Linked DNA regions of Mus musculus: region 2 is linked to region 1. Evidence: chromatin contacts called from public Hi-C data. All regions are on one chromosome and are shown on one strand. The core of a region is the stretch at or near the end of the contact, and the rest is flanking DNA. Distances in the headings are between cores, read along the strand shown.

What was found. Hi-C and Micro-C count contacts between places; a contact is called where the count stands out from the background.
Region 2: a contact with region 1 is called in a Hi-C map of uterus, with 3 times the contacts expected there. The contact joins two enhancer-like sites. A contact is called at or near these places in 1 of 484 Hi-C or Micro-C datasets (uterus) and 1 of 115 datasets of contacts at active chromatin or transcription factors (embryonic stem cells).

Annotation. Positions count from the first base shown.
Region 1 is chr4:5,335,740-5,339,182 of GRCm38.p6, forward strand. No RefSeq gene overlaps it. Among named protein-coding and RNA genes, the nearest start is that of 4930423M02Rik, 290 kb to the right of the region's middle. Within about 2 kb of position 1,887, at least 2 of the 459 cell types and tissues checked have an H3K27ac peak or open chromatin away from gene starts, as enhancers often do. A contact at or near this core is called in uterus, where this site is marked.
Region 2 is chr4:5,792,378-5,795,664 of GRCm38.p6, forward strand. The region is part of intron 2 of Fam110b (family with sequence similarity 110, member B); the gene reads left to right. Among named protein-coding and RNA genes, the nearest start is that of Gm24337, 110 kb to the left of the region's middle. Within about 2 kb of position 1,309, at least 94 of the 459 cell types and tissues checked have an H3K27ac peak or open chromatin away from gene starts, as enhancers often do. A contact at or near this core is called in uterus, where this site is marked.

The DNA.
Region 1 (3,443 bases), core at 637-3,136:
TTTAGTTAGCTGTATGTGACTACCTCTTCCTTCTTATGGGTAGCTCTGGACCAGTAGGGCCAAGCACAGTAGTGGAGATGCAGCTGAACCTACCCTTCATCACCAACATGAGAGCTACAAAGAACCAGGGAATGACAGCTTCCTCAGTTTTCAACTCCTTGTAAGAGTACAAAGGTGCTTCCATAGGCCAGATGAACCCAAGATGTCCTGGGTGCTGATCTTCCCATGGCTACAAACACCTCTGAGCTTGCTAGCCAGAAGTAGAGAACAAGGACCCAATACCAAGGGAACCCAGAGACAGTAATATCTCAGCTCTTAGGACTCAGGACTGTCACTTCTGTGGATCAAAAAACAAAAACAACAAACAAAACAAACAAAACCAGTCAGACTTGCTGATAAAGGCTTTAGTGGAGGCTGGAAAGAGCACCTCATCTCCAGTGAGTGGGTCATAAGGCCCTAGCTGATCGCAGCATGGAATAGCAGAGATATTTTGAAAGAAATTAGCAATGTACCATTTCTAGTCTTCCTCACTGACATGAAAGGCAGAGACTGCCTTGAGGTGGGCTCCTCCCATATAAAAACCTGTGTCTGGAGCATCAAATGCCCACCCAGTTCACCATCCTCCAAGTGGTTTCTCAGCATACCACTCCACTCAATCCAATCATCAGCTAGTCATAAATCCCTCACAATAGGACATTGGCTGAACCTGATGCAGAATCTGGAGACAAAACCTGTATTGTATTCATGCTAAAACTCCTGAAGTTCAGGTGAGAGTGTGTTATTCATTGTAGTGTTTGAGGTCATTTTCATGTCAAAGACTCACATCTAATCACAGGCTGATTTACAAGACATTGTAAACATGTCTACTTTATATGTAAATAAGTTACAATATCATAAATGCCATTCTCTAGGATTTACTGTGTGCCAGGCCCTGTCATAAATTTTCTACATGGATTATTAACTCATTTAGTTATCATAATAACCCACAGAGATGTTAACTAACTCCCCCCCAAGTCATACAGTAAGTCTAAATGGGATTTTCCTACAGGCATTGACTCCATAGTGCATTCTGTGCAACCACAGCCACCTTGGTCCACATGGTCCTACCCAGTGTTAGAGAGCTCTCCTAGTGGGAATGAAGCCCACGGTTCTGTCTCTTCTTCCTTCCTCTCTCTCTCTCTCTCTCTCTCTCTCTCTCTCTCTCTCTCTCTCTCTCTCCCTCCCTCTCTCTCTCCCTCTCCCTCTCCCTCTCTCTCTCTTTCTCTCTCTTTCTCTCTCTTTCTCTCTCTCTCTCTCTCACACACACACGCACACGCACACTTGCACTACTTCCTTTATCTTCTCCAGAATTCTGTGTTCTGAAGATCAGAATCTGTGAAGGTAGTTAAAAAAAATTCACAATAAAAACTTATTCCAAAAATCTAAGTCAGGGTAGAGCTATCAGATCCAAACTCTGGTTGATTGTTGGAAAACTTAGGCTGGCGTGGTATTAGCATAGGCGGGTACCACACACCTACATTATAGTCTCCTATTTCCCAGCCTGCCTCTAAAGTCTTCTCTTCAACAAGGTATCATAAAACCTTGTGAGCACAGACTGAAGGAGAGGTGGGAGTGGTCTCTATTGTTGCTCTTTTGGACACCCTTAGGCCTCCAGTGTTTACAATAAATAAAAATGACACAGTGACTATTTGTTGGATGTACTATAAATGAAAGAGTAGTTTTGTTTTGTTTTGTTTTGTTTGTTTTGTTTTATGGTAGAAATTCAGTGGTGAGATCATTTTTACTCTATCACTAGAACTTTTTCTTAGGAAAACATGAACACTATCGCCTTCTAGATCTCACAGATTGGTTTGTTTAGGCCAGAAGCTCCAGCCACCATCTGTTCCTTGACAGCATGGATAGTTTATTCATACTCTTGCCTATTCATCTGTTTTGTGTCTCCCTTTGCCCATTCCTCACTTACAATAAACAAAATCCTATCATTGTGTGATGGAAGCCAGTCCTCCAAATCCTCTTGGACTGGGGACAAGGGTGTTTGCTCAAGGGGAGGGAAGTGAAAGATGGAAAGAATAAAAGGCATATCATGTAGTTAGAACACATAGAGGATGGGGGAGATGACTAAGTCAATGGAGTGTTTAACATATAATCTTGAGGTCGTGAGTTCAATGGCCATAATCCATGTAAAACAGTCCTGTATAATTATGTAATCCTAAAGCCAGGGAGGTTAAGACTGGCCAACTCTTGGGACATGCTGGACAGCTAGTCTAGCTGAACTGGTGAGCTCTGGGTTCATTGAAAAAGAAAGAGGCTATGTGTGATTGATGAATACACTTGACATTGACCTCTAACCTATACATGGATACACGTGTGTACATTCACAGGTGCACATCAAAAATAAAACCCATAGAAGACGACTAATCACAATTAACCATGGTGTTCTACGTGTGTCTGACTTTCAGTAGTCGTTTGGAGTCCAAGCTCAGCAGTGTAGAGGAAAAGTCCATTCATCTAAAGATTTCTAACATCTGCCACACTTTTCACATTGTTTGCAAAATATCTTATTTTGCCTCATTAATTCAAAGTAAGAATTTGTGGAAATTTACAATTTTGTTTGTTCGTTTGTTCATTTGTTTGTTTTATTTTTCTGATAAAAGAGATAACATTTTCCCATGATCACAGGAACATGGGGGAAGACATCAGTAAGTTCTTATTATTATTACTGTCCCCAGTTGCTGACTTAAAAGAATATCTATGCTAGATATGAAGAATCAAGAACAAAGAATCCAGTATATCTGGAAATGCAGAAGAAAGACTCAGGGAAGCCTTGGTCAAGGCTTGGTGAATCACCTGGTGTGATATTTCTTCTCATGAAGAGCAGGTGGGGACTCAAAAGAGGAGAATTAGTTGCTCTCAGATCAGAGACCATTTCACTATTTTAGTACTGACTTTGATGTGGTGCCATGCCAGTCTACAGCCCATATCTGAGAAGGAGATCTGTGTTACTCATAACTTCTGTATCTGGGACTAGGCATTGGGAACCACCTCCTGGAAGCACCATGGTTTCCAGAAAAGTAACTCCCCAGCTATGAGAGAAGAAGATGAAGGAGCAAAGAGCTTGTGTCATGAGAAAAGCAGTGACCGAGTAGCTTAGAGGATGTTTCTGCACTCCTGGACTTTTTTCTTAAAGCAGCAAAATCACAATCATAATGATATATATTATGTGTTCCAATTTGATAAGAGTATATTTCCATATGAAATTATCTATAGTAATATAAAGTAATTTGAGAGATGTGATAGAGAAAAATACTTCTTAACCTCTATTCATCTATTAGACCGGGAGAAGAAGAAATAGGAAGTGGAAAGGGCAGAATGCTGTCGAGTACCCCTTGAGAACTATGTCAGACAAGATATGCTTTGAATTTCAGAATTTTTCAGGTTTTGAG
Region 2 (3,287 bases), core at 59-2,558, 460 kb after region 1:
TGTACTCAGCCTTGATAGAACCAACTGGGTGGGACAAGAGACTATTAAGGGAAAAAGACCTGTGACAGGGACAGGAGACAGGCACATTAAAATCTGCTTCAGTGGAAGGCTGAGCATGGAAAACATTCCAGTTTTAGTTTAGAGAACTTGTTGAAAGTTGAAGTGGATATTAGTCATCTGCGTTTTCAACTTCATTTTCCAGCTGTTTCTTCTGTAGTTGTGTTTAGTAAGTTAATAGACAAAGAAAAGGAAAGGAAATGGACATGGCTGCTCCTAGGTATGGCAGAGGAGAAAAGCTTATTACACATATGTGGGAGAGCATAGCACAGGCAGAGACATCGAGAGTTCAGAGTGGACATGACCTTGAGCCATGTGGGAAGAGGGAGAGGTGAAGAAAGAGGGGAGAGAGGGGTAGAAGGTGCAGCAGCCAGGAGACCAAAGGTACGAAAGGGGTGAATAGCCAAAAACATCTGGATTATATAGAGAAGAGACTGTGGGGGAAGAGCAGCCCAGTCCCTTCTGCTGGAGGATGCAGTATGGGACCAAGAGATGCACCTCAGCCTGTCCTGGGTTTGAAACCTAACAACAAGTCTTTAACCTGGCCCCAAATTGGCAGGGAATTTTTGTTTTAAAGGTAAAACTGTGACCATGTTATTATAGCTTCACTTCTCTTCCTGGCCTCTCATTGCTGTCTATAAAATCCAATGTCCTTCTGTCTCTCCTACTAGCAGTCTTGTCCCTTTGTCCCCTGTCATGCTCATTGGCCATCAGTGTCTTTCAAGTTAGTTGACTGTTGTTGCTAGGCTGACGACATTCCCACCACATTACTTAACTACTCTTCAGCAGATGGGCCTGAATTTCCCTGCATTGTCTGTGGCTTTTCTGCCTGACAGCTTACTCATAACTGCCCAGTCATTAGATAAAAATCACTAGGCTGCACACAGTGCATACTTTAGTGAGTGCTCACACTTTGAGTGCATTCCTTGCATTGGAAAAGGATTCAGAAGGGCGCATGAAAATGATATGACTGTGTTTTCAGAAAAGAAAATTCTAGGATGTAGATATTGGGATTGCTCCTAATCATGTTGCAATTTTATGCTTAAAGTCATAAGTTGAAAGAAAGAAAGAAAGAAAGAAAGAAAGAAAGAAAGAAAGAAAGAAAGAAAGAAAGAAAGAAAGAAAGAAAGAGACAAACCTTGCCAGAGCCAACCTGTAAAGTAAAAGCAGGGGCACTAGACCAGAGGCCACATGGCAGAGTTCAGTAACACACACACTGGATCATGTGTGCGCAGAGGTGGAGAGACCCAAAGAATTAGATCTGCAATCCTGGTTCAGAGGCCCGGCAGCTGCACTTGCCTGCTGTGTACTCCCTTGAATGAGCAGGGCATTTCCAGCTCACCAGACCAACATGTTTGCTTCTATGCATAAGCAAATCAAGACTGAGCTGTTCCGCAGACTTTGAGTGGAATTAGCCAGGCATGCTCTTTGAAGCATTGCTCCCGGACTTACACCGCCGCAGTGCCCAGGAGAGTGACCCACTTTCACACTTGGAAACCTCTGTGGGTGTGTTCAGTTCCCACAGACTGTGCTCTGACTCTAGTGGCTTTCTTTCCTACTTACAGTTTGGAGGGTGCTCCTCTTTTATTTACCAAAAGCATGGAGTAAAGGAGAAGAAACGACTCAATCGAGCAGGCTTGGCTTACAGAGTTTCATGAGACAGACTGTTATGCAGAATTCTGGATTTGCTCCTAAGCAACAGAGAGACGTGTTCCTGGGCAGCCCTGAACTGGGGCTTCTTGTTCAAGTCGGGCACTCTCCCCTCAGCAGCCCAGCTGCCCAGGAGCAGAGCTAGGCATGCCTTGCCTAGCTACAGGAGTACTGACTAGAGGACATTTTCAGATGAACTATGTGCATAGAGGATATTTTCTGGCCCTAACCCCTCAAGGTTCTAAATGTTCCCTAATATATCATATCATTTTGACAGGGCTTTACCTAAATAACCCCATGAGTGGCTGATAAAGAAGAAATTAGAAGGATGCAAAACACTTGTTTTAAAAATCTGAGGTGGCTTTAGCCATTCCTGTGATGTTGTAATGTGAGTTCTGTAGTTTACACATGAAGCCAGACTTGGGCCTCCTCTCCTCCCTCCTCGCTACTCTAATACAATAGCATCTCTTAGGATCTAACAAGAAATGGAGAATGTGGGCCTTCATGGAAATCTCCTGAATCCCACTTGGCATTCTCATGTATTATTCTTGAGACTAGTACAGCGCCAGTGACCAGGAAGCCTCCATCCAGCCCAGAACTCCATCAAACATCATGGCACTTACACCCACAATAGCTTTGGAGCTTACATCTGCCCTGATATACCCAGCTATTTTGCTGTATAACTCAACCATCGTTCTTTATCCTGGTCTTTTTATCCTTCAGGTATAGAATGGAGCCAGCATGATCTGAGGGGAAGTCTCTCCCTTTGTCAGGTTGTCCGTCAGGTTCTGCCTCCTCAGCCATGCGCCCTGAGTCTGAGAGTAAGCCCTGCTTGGGGTATGGCCAGTGATAAAGGCTGTGCTACTGCATGAGCAAGCCTGGGATTCTGTCCCCACCACCAAAGGGAAAGAAAAACAAAGCAAGACTTTATAGTTGCTTTTATTTATGGAACATTATGAGAGCGAGATCAATTTTTCCTTTCCCTAAAAAAAGCTCAGCTCCCCAGTCCGAGCCCAGCAGTTGGCCTCACTGCTGTGATTAATCCCAGCCACACTAGAGAGCCTGTGCCAGATGTCAGGGTCTTGTGCTCTACAGCATTCCCTGGAGGACTGCATGGTTACTTTGTCTGTGACATTGAGATAACAGCTCCGGGGCACCTCCTGGATCATCTATACCGTACAGTTCAGATTATCTCTCCTGGCTTGTACAGCTGTGCCCTGACAACAGCTCCCCATGTGAAATAGTGGAGCAGATGCCGTGGATTAAGTGAGAGCAACCTACACCACCACATTACGTCCAGCTACTGGACATAGCAGGCATCAAGTATGACTGTTAATATCCTTGACTACCAAACATGTCAGTAGCTTTTCCCTTTCCTTGGAGTCTTCCCACAATGCCTTTTGATTATTTGGGTATTCTCTCATTACTATTTAAAAATTATTACAGAAATGAGAATGGCCCAGAAGGAAGGGAAGACCTTGAAATGGAAAGAAAAAATAGGAGGTGGTTACAAAGTGTCACTGTTTTTAACATTCTTCCATGTTGGCTTTACAATTCCATGATGGCCAATTTCTAGCAGT